Regions from separate parts of the Mus musculus genome. Here region 1 is linked to region 2. A link is a contact called in public Hi-C data. All regions are on one chromosome and are shown on one strand. Each heading gives the region's core, a stretch centred on a gene start, on an enhancer-like site or on the middle of the called end of the contact. The rest is flanking DNA. Distances are from core to core; before and after follow the strand shown. Region 1 holds the start of Crlf2 (cytokine receptor-like factor 2). Region 2 holds the start of Cenpc1 (centromere protein C1).

Region 1 (4,679 bases), core at 992-3,491, about 23 Mb after region 2:
ATTCCTAAGAACCACTTTCTGTCTATGCTCCGCCCACCGGAGTCCAAAGGCGCAGCTGTGACATCATCAGAGCACTGCCTAACCCCTGGAGCCCAATTCCGGTATCAAAGACCAACTTCCCGTCTAAGCGCCGCCCAGTTCCTGTTTGCCCCACTCAGTGGGAGTTGAAGAGACATCATCAGGCAACTTCCTGCGTACTTCCGCCCAAGGCCCCGCCCCCTCCCTCCATGTCACGCCCACACCACTCACGCCAGGCGGACGCGCGCTGCCTAGCCTTAAACACCATGGCCCCGCCTCCGTCGCGCAGTGCCAGCTCCAGCAGCCCCGCCCTCGCCGCGGGGAGGATGCACCCGGAAGTGACACCAGCGCCGGACAGGAAATATCGCGGGCAGGGTTGCAGGGCGCCAGTGCCATAACTGCAGAGTCGGGGATTAAGGGGGAAGGATCAGCTGGATGGGAAGTGATGGACCAGAAGTCCCGCCCACGAGCATCTGAATTTCAACACCTCAAACAGAAAGTGATGGGCAGAAAGGAAGTACCGCTCCTTCCTGTCATTCATCAGAGTCTGAAAGGAAGTACCGTCCCTAATCATTTGTCAATCATTAATTAGACAGGAAGTCCCGCCCACTCTTTCAGGCGTTTAAAAGAATGAACAGCAAGTGAGTGAAGAGGAATGAGAGGAAATCCCGCCCCCTCCCATATATCATTCAATGATTCCGACAGGAAGTCACAGACCAGAAGTTCTGCCCCGCCCCCCTTCACTCACCGGAACTCCAGGCTCAAGTTGGCGCCGTGGTGGTCGGGGCCCGAGCCCCACGTGACCTCCACCGTCTCCAGGTCATGGCAGACGACTGTGACATCACCTGCGGGGGCAGGGCGGGGATCAGGGGAGCAGCCCGTGACGTCAGCGCGTTCCAGAAGAGCCATCGCAGCCATTTCCCTGACTCAGACCCTTGGCTAGGGCGCTGGGAGCAGGCCGGGCCTCATTTGCATATGCACTAGGCAGGGGAAGACAGAGGAAGACATTCTGGCTCGTACGCAAATATAGGGAATGAATATGTAAACGAGAGGCCCAAGAACTGTAGCGGTGGGCGACACCTCATTTGCATATTCACAAACAGAGAAAAGGAAAAGGATTGGGGGCTCATGAATATGGAAAGCGCTTCTCGAATATGCAAATGAGCAGCTAGCAAGTCGGAGCCTCATTTGAATATACATGATCGCAAAGAAAGCGGTAGGGAAGCGGGGCTCACCACTATGCAAAGCGACCAATGGATACACAAATGAGCAGGCAGTGAACCAGAGTGGAGATGGACTGGGGAAGCATTCTTTGCATATTCATGAGGGGAAAAGGATGGAAGACTTTGTGGCTGGTGCATATGAGAATAGCAGTATATGATGAGGAGCGGGCAGATTCAATTTCGGAGATCTGAGGTCTCATCTGCATATTCATGATCAGGGACGTTGGAGCAAGACGTTGAGGCTTGTGCATATGTAAATCGTGGGGAAAATATGCAAATGCATAGTGATCCATATGGACAGGGCATCAATTCTATATTCATGAGGGGATGGAAGACAGAAATACATCGCTCATGAATATGTGTATCTCCCGATGGATATGCAAATGAGAAGCGATGAGTGAGAACTCGGTAGGGGCGAAGCGTTATTTGCATATAAGCGGGAAAGCTGTATATGAATATGCAAAGAAGGAGCGGCCCAGAGGCCTTATTTGCATATTCAGGAGGAGGAGCGAGATTGTGGCGGCAGCACTATGCTAATGAGGTCAAGGCGGGGTTTAGGTCTCATTTGCATATTACTGAGGAGAAAGCGCCGAGCGTAGGGGGGGAGGGCGGGGCTCATGCATACGCAAAGATCAAAATGAATATGCAAACGAAGCGCTATCCGATCGCCCTTAGGAGGGCCAGAGGCCTTATTTGCATATTCATGATGGGACGAAAAGCAATGATGGGACGAAAAGCAACTTGGTAGCTCTTGCTCGGGCCCCGCCCACCGCGGCGATTGACAGGCAGCCCCGCCCCCGCTCACTCCTCACCCCGTGACGTCACCGCCGCCGCCGCCGCTGCCGCCGCAAGGAGCCGAGGCAGGAGGATGACCGCGAGTGCCCATGCCATGTCGCCGGCGGGGCCGCGGACGCTGCAGTGATTGACAGCTGGTTCGGTCCGAGCCGGTCCGAGTCGAGGGCGCCCAGGCCGCTTAGAGCCGAAAACGGGAAGCCGGGGGCGGGGGTTGGGGCGACGGGGCGGGGCCACGGCAATAAACGGATGCGGCGACTCACCGACATGGGCGTGGCCCGGCTTCCTCTTCCCATCAATCACCCGGATAGGGGGAAGCGGGGGGGGGGCGGGGGGGGGGGGGTGGACTCCGCGTGCGCCCCGACCACGCCCCTCGCGGCCTGTCCCCGCCCCCAAACCTCCAAGGCCCCGCCCCCGCCCATCTAATCTGCCCGGCTCTTGTGGTGCTTTTTAAGGCTTACTTGTAAATAATAAAAATTGTGTGTCTTTTATCCAAAAACAGAAGGGAGGTGTTGCTCCCATATGTCTGTTCCTCTCTACTTCTTTGTTCTGTCATTTGGTTGCACATTGACCTCACCAAGATGGAGGTGGCTGGCCATCGTGTGACTTTCTGTTCCAGGTCACTTCTGCTTCTCCCTTTCCCAGTCTCTAGGTGGCCCAGCACAAAAGTAAATCGCTTTGTTGAAACTTAAATGGTATGTAAATATTAGATAATAGTGAACATATCTTTTTCTTTGTCTTAACAAAAGTCGTACTTAATCATACAAAGATTTTAAGTAATATACAAATTTGAACTTACAAACAGGGCAGCACTGTGCATTGTTACACCAATTACTAAAGTTTGGTGGAAAATGGTTTCATTCATAAGGACACAAACCTGAAGATGTTGAGAACCGGGGATCTCAATTGAGAAATGGCTACCATCATATTGACCTGTGGTTTTGTGAGTAAGCCATGTACTTAATTAATGATTAATATAAGGTTACCCTACTTTCTGTGAACAGTGACACCTCTAGGTGCGTTGTTCTTGTGATTTTGAGGCCAGCCTGGTCTACAAAGTGAGTTCCAGGACAGCCAGGGCTACACAGAGAAACCCTGTCTCAAAAAACCAAAAAAAAAAAAAAAAAAAGAAAGAAAAGAAAGAAAGAAAGAAAAAAGAAAGGGCACTGCAGCCCTTCCAGTCGGCACCAGCTCCGGGTCACCTTGTGCACAAACTCTGCAGACGGTCCCATGGTCCCCAGAGGACTCTCCACACAATCTTAGGATCACTGGTGAGTGGAACAAAACATCTGTTCCTGCTGCAGACAAACCTCAATTGGGTCATCGATCTGCAGGGAACGAGGTTCCAGTACTTACAGGCAAGCAAGGAGTTGGCATGGATAACAAATAAATATGGACACAAGGGAGTGTGTATCTGGATTATTTTCTCAAAGCAAGCACCAGTCTTTTTGTTTGGTTGGTTTTTGTTTTTTGATTTTTTTTCGAGACAGGGTTTCTTTGTATAGCCCTGGCTGTCCTGGAACTCACTTTGTAGACCAAGCTGGCCTCAAACTCAGAAATCCACCTGCCTCTGCCTCCCCAGTGCTGGGATTAGAGGCGTGTGCCACCACGCTCAGCACCAGTCTTATAATACAGAAGAAAAACAAGAAAGCTGATGGATACATTCATCAAGGTACACTGTTTCTTAACACAAAACAAAGAAAATGCATACATAAAAAGATGGCGGGAGCCAGGCAGTGTTTACAACTGAGAATAGGAACAACCCTAATTAAGATCAGCTAAACACAGGAGCCAGGTGAATGCTCTGATGCAATGCTAGTCTATTGTTAAACCCACCACCAGGGCTCCTTTAGTAAATACCTGATTATCCTATTCCTCTGGGCCTAGTGAACAACTTGCACCAGGGGAATTCCATTTTACTAACCCTTTCATGAATAATACCGCAACCCACCTATTTCCTAGGCCATTGTGTATTCCTGTTTATGGATGTGACTTGGCTATTGTTTTAAGTAATTACTATGCAGACTAGCCTTGAGCTTTTCTAGCTCTGTTCTAGTAAATAGTAATGCCTGATTATTTTCACTGTCTCTACTAGAGGTAAATTTGAATGTTACTGAATAGGAAACATTCTTACTGAATTGCAAGCTCAGGGTAGGCTTCAAGGACTTTCTAGGACATTGGAACACTGGTAGAGGCTTATCTATATGTCAAAATCAATCCTTAAAGGCACTTAAAACAATACAGAAAGAAAGCACAGGGATCCATACACCAGACTAACTCGGGGACAGGTTTTGAGTGTATGTGCTATGGGAATGCCAAGGTTCCAGGAGGCTAAGTTTCCGTAAAACTCTTTGCCTCATGACTGCTTCCAGGCTTTTAGGCCTGTCATGCAGACTTCACTGGAGTGGATGTAGCATGTTCCAAAACAATCTTGATGGGCCTGTGACAGCAGGAGCAAGGACACAGGAGCCCTGACTGACCAGCGGTCGGGTTCCTTCTGATAGGTGCTGGTATACCTTGGTTTCAAACACACCAGACAGCCCTATGGTCCCCAGAGGAGACACCACTTCCAGGCACTGTAACGCGACCAGGATCTTAGGATTCCAGGATCCCAGGATAACAGGAGCTTGGTCACACCAGGATCTC
Region 2 (4,715 bases), core at 1,650-4,149:
CAGCCTGGTCTACAAAGTGAGTTCCAGGACAGCCAGCGCTATACAGAGAAACCCTATCTCAAAAAAAAAAAAAAAAAAAAAAGAAAAAGAAAAAGAAAAAGAAAAAAGAAAAAAAAAGAAAGAAAAGAAAAGAAAAGAAAAAGAAAAGAAAAGAAATGAGAAATAGCATATGCTGGCGAGGATGTGGAAAAAGAAGAATTCCATTGCTGGTGGGCATGCAAAACTATTACAACCACTCTGGAAATCAATGTGTTAGTTTCTCAGAAAACTGAGAATAGTTCTACTCCAAGACCCAGCTATATATGCCACTCCTGGGCATATACCAAATGATGCCCCCATCATACCACAAGGACACTTGCTCAACTACATTCATAGCAGCTTTACTCATAATAGCCAGAAACTGGCAACAACCTCAATGTCCCTCAACTGAAGAATGGATAATGAAAATGTTGTACATCTACACAATGGAATACCACTCAGCTACTAAAAACAAAGACATAATGAAATTTACAGGAAAATGGATGGAACTAGAAAATATCTTAAGTGAGGTAACCTAGACCCAGAAAGACAAGCATGGTATGTACTCATAAATGAATATTAGCCATAAAGTACAAAATAAACATGCTACAATCCACAGACCAAAGAAACTAAGTAATAAAGAGTGCCCAAGGGAAGATGCATGACTCACTCAAAAGGGAAAATAATATAGAGATGGATGGAGGCAGGGAACTGGGTGGGAGAGGGGAGGAGAACAGAAATGGGGATTGGGTGTGGGAAGAGTGGAGGATGCATAGGGTTGGCTGGGAAAGTGAACAGAAACTGGTGGGGGGCATCTCTGGGGCTAGCTAGAGAACTGGGGTGGGGTGGGGCACACAACACTCCCTGGAGTCTATGGGGGTGACCCTAGCTGAAACTCCTAGCAGTAGGGTATATGGAAACTGAAGTGGCCACATCCTATCAGACAGGACCCCTAGTGGAATGATAAGGATACCAACCCATTCACAAAACCTGAAATTAGCCCTGCCTACATACACAAGATGTACAGAGATAAAGATAGAGCGATGGAGCAGAAATTGAGGAAACAGCTTACCAATGACTGGCCCAACTTGAGATCCACCCCATTCAAGAGAGCCAATCTCTGACACTATTATTAATACTCTGCTATGCTTGCCAATAGAACCTACTATAACTGTCTCCTGAGAAGCTTCATCCAGCAACAGATGGAAACAAACTCAGAGATCACAGTCAAATATCAGACAGAGCTCAGGGACTCTTGTCTAAGAGTAGAGGATAGAATGAATCAGGAGGTGCTACACACACTCCGAGAGGCCTGGAAGCACTCACAAGGCAAAGAGTTTCAAGGAATCCCAACCTCCTGGTATCTTGGCATTCTCATAACCCATATACTCATACCCTATCCCCACGTTAGTCTGGTGTATGGATCCATGTGTTCTCTTTTAGTATTATTTTATTATAAGTGCCTTTAAAGATTGAATTCTGACATAACTAAGCCTTCGCCAGTGTTCCGACATCCCAAAAAATCCTTGAAGCCGACAAACTTGGAATTCAGTAAGAAGGTTATCTATTCAGTAACATTCAAATTTACTTCTAATTCACACTGGCCTAGGGAATAGGTGGGTTTACCATGAAAGAGTTAGGGAATCCCCGAGACAGGTTTCTTCACTAGGTCCAAAAGAAACAACATAATCAGGCATTTACTAAGAACCCCTAGTGGTGGGCTTAACAATAAATAGACTAGCATTACACCAGGCTCCCTTCTTAGTGGCAGTGGCCTGGTCCCTGCCTTCTTTTGATGTATACATTCCTTATGTTTTGTGTCACTGTAACTCGGTGGATGTATCTCGCCTTGGTTCTTGTTATTCTTCTGTATAAAAAGTTCGATGCTCGACTAAACTGTCTTTTCATACATGTTAAGCATGCATAAACACACACACAACTACATGATAGAAACCATCAACGAAGGTTTTCTTTCAAAGATAAATTGAACTGCTGAGTTAGGGAGGAAATAGGGCATAGTAATCATACAAAACTTGGAATGAATATCAAGTGTGTCAAGAGACATAAAGTGGCAAGTCGTGGCCCACATCAAACATTCAAAGCTGGCACCTTTTAAAATATGATTGCCTTGTATAAAGCTTTATCATTAACAGGTGTCCCATAAATATTAGACTCTTCACATAAAATAGTATTTCGAAATTAATACTCGAGGTTTTCCAGACCATCAAGACTGGCTTGTACAATAGTCATGAGTATTTGGAAGACTGAAAAACGGGAAAAGGCTGAAATGTAGAAATGAAGGAATCTCTTCCGGGGGGGGGGGGGGGGAGCAGGCACGGATGGATGAGCTTACGACGTGAACCAGTAACAGTCCAGTTACTTCCACTACCAGTACACCAGCACACCTGATTTGTTACCTGTGCAGCTTTTAAGCCACCCCAGACAAGCCCCACCCCACCCAGACAGGCGGGACTAGGCACCCGCTACCCGATCCCTCCGCACCCCTCACAAGCCTCCGCACCCCTCACAAGCCTCACCCCACCCCACCCCGACAAGCCGGATATGCACCCGGTCCAGCACAGGGCGAGCGACGCATCGCGCAGGCCCGATCCAGACCCGCACTTACCAGATGGAACGAGGCCATGGTTCCGGCCCACTAGGTCAAACGGAGGCCTGAGAGGGAAACCCAAGCCGGCCAGGGTTCCAGGAGGGTTAGAGTAAGATTGCGGACGGAGGCGTCCCCAGAGCTGCGCGACCCGCACTTAACACTCAGCCGTAAATAAACAGCAGCCACCAAGAAAAATAAATGAATAAAAGTCAAACGAGCCACGCCTGCGCACAAGCCTAGCTTAGCCGGCCGTTAATTGGCGTTTTTTAAAGACTCCGGCTCTTGTTCCCGCCCATTCGCCTGTTACTCACCTATCAACCCGCCTTTCTCAGTTCGCCCCGCCCTCCTGCCCAGCGCGCCTTGCTCTTCCGCCCGCGTCTCAACCTCCCACTCATCGCCCCGCCTCTCACCCGTCGCCACGCCTTTCACCAGTCGCCACGCCTCTCACCCTTCGCCACTCCCCTCGCCGGTCGCCACGCCTCTCACCCTTCGCCACTCCCCTCGCCGGTCGACTTGTCCGGGCTTTGTGTGGACTCTCCTGTTCTACTTTCTTCAGACAGTTTGTTGCGTCTATGACTGCTCGTATTTAGAAAGCAGGTGTTGAGCACCACCTGTGCTCCTTGAGATAAATGTATAATACATCCCAGCAGTTCTACTACGGATTAATAGGTAATACTTAAAAAGGATTACAGGTAGAAATTGCTGGCGTTTTGAGCAGAGTACACTACGCAGATTCGTCAGCTGCAACCCGCCCATCTATACAGTATCTCTGAAAATAGTAATGCTATTCTTTTTTCAAGTATTTAAAAATTATTTATGAAGCAAAGGCATAAATTATATATGCATATCAGTAGAACGAACATAATGTTTTTAAGAGAAAGTGACTGCTTCTGTCTTATGCGAAAATTAAGGTAATGACCCCAATTGGAAAACAAGGAAAATACACCGATGTGTATTTTGTCCTGTCCACGTGACTCTAGGTCGCAGCCTGTAGCTGCTCTATTTCCTTAGGAGACAGAATGCCATAAATACATACATACATACATACATACATACATACAGAAGGAAGGAAAGAAAAGAGAGAGAGTCTGCAGGGATGGAGCGATGGCTCAGTGGTCAAGAGCGCTTGCTGCACTTTTAAAGGAGCAAAGTTCGATTCCCAGCACCCACAAAGCAACTCAACCGTTTGTAGCTCCAGTTCCAGGGGATCTGACACCTATTCCGGCCTCAGCTAGCAAAAAGCACGCACGTGATGTCCTCGCAGGCAAGCAGACAAAACAATCATACCTATAAAGTGAATAAATCTCTTTTTAGTGTAGATTATTTTAGAATGATGGGGCTCCATATGAGCTGAATGTGCTCATGATTGCAGCGACGCTTGCCCGGCTCGCCAGTCAGATCCGCCAGAGGGCAGCAGAGGTGCTGCAAACTTACTTATTTATCATATTCTCCAATGGGAAGCTACAGAGTCCAGGCAAACTGTACAACAGCTACGACTCGATAAATCTCCAAGAGGAGTCAGCCGACCCTGGCGGCTGAAACGGAGACTTTCTCCTGCGTTGAAAATCATTTTGAGACGGTTGTCCTCGGTTGCAACACGACACTTTGTGGGAATTTTGAACAAGACCTGTGACCAAAATGAAAGGGCAAGATGCTTGAGTTGCTCAACATGCAGACGCTGTTTGCTGAAAAAGCAGTTGAGAGTGAATCGACTCTAGAGAATCACATCAAAACGTTCAGAGTAAACATGGGGGTTTTTGCTTTGGTGCCTTTGGAACCAACAAGCATCAGGAAGCTGTTGCTGTCCAGGAGAATAAACAAAGTTGGCAATGAGGGTTTGAGTCTCTCAGCTGCTCAAGACACAGAGAGACCAGCCCTAATACACAGGGTGTGACCTCTCAGGTAGGTGATGGCATCCAGGATGACTTGCAAGTTGATCGCCTTCCACCTTCCTTCGAATTGTGCTGATGCTGCCCAACCTGGAATAGTTGAAAATATTCTGCCCCGCTCCCCACAGAGGATGAAGCTCGAGAAAGTCCAAGTGGAACTTCCAGAAAGGTATCATCAGAAGAAATACTGAGGATGATCA

What was found. A called contact is a pair of places that touch in the nucleus more often than the background predicts.
Region 1: a Hi-C map of muscle stem cells shows a contact between it and region 2, with 9 times the contacts expected there. The contact joins the promoter of Crlf2 here to the promoter of Cenpc1 in region 2. A contact is called at or near these places in 3 of 484 Hi-C or Micro-C datasets (CD4 T cells, muscle stem cells and uterus).

The regions. Positions count from the first base shown.
Region 1 is chr5:109,556,752-109,561,430 of GRCm38.p6, forward strand. Crlf2 (cytokine receptor-like factor 2) reads right to left here and starts at 2,242. Exons shown (of 8, transcript NM_016715.4): 1 at 2,054-2,242; 2 at 767-863; 3 at 250-416. The coding sequence starts at 2,132.
Region 2 is chr5:86,062,684-86,067,398 of GRCm38.p6, forward strand. It overlaps Cenpc1 (centromere protein C1), which reads right to left and starts at 2,900. Exons shown (of 19, transcript NM_007683.4): 1 at 2,645-2,900. The coding sequence starts at 2,662.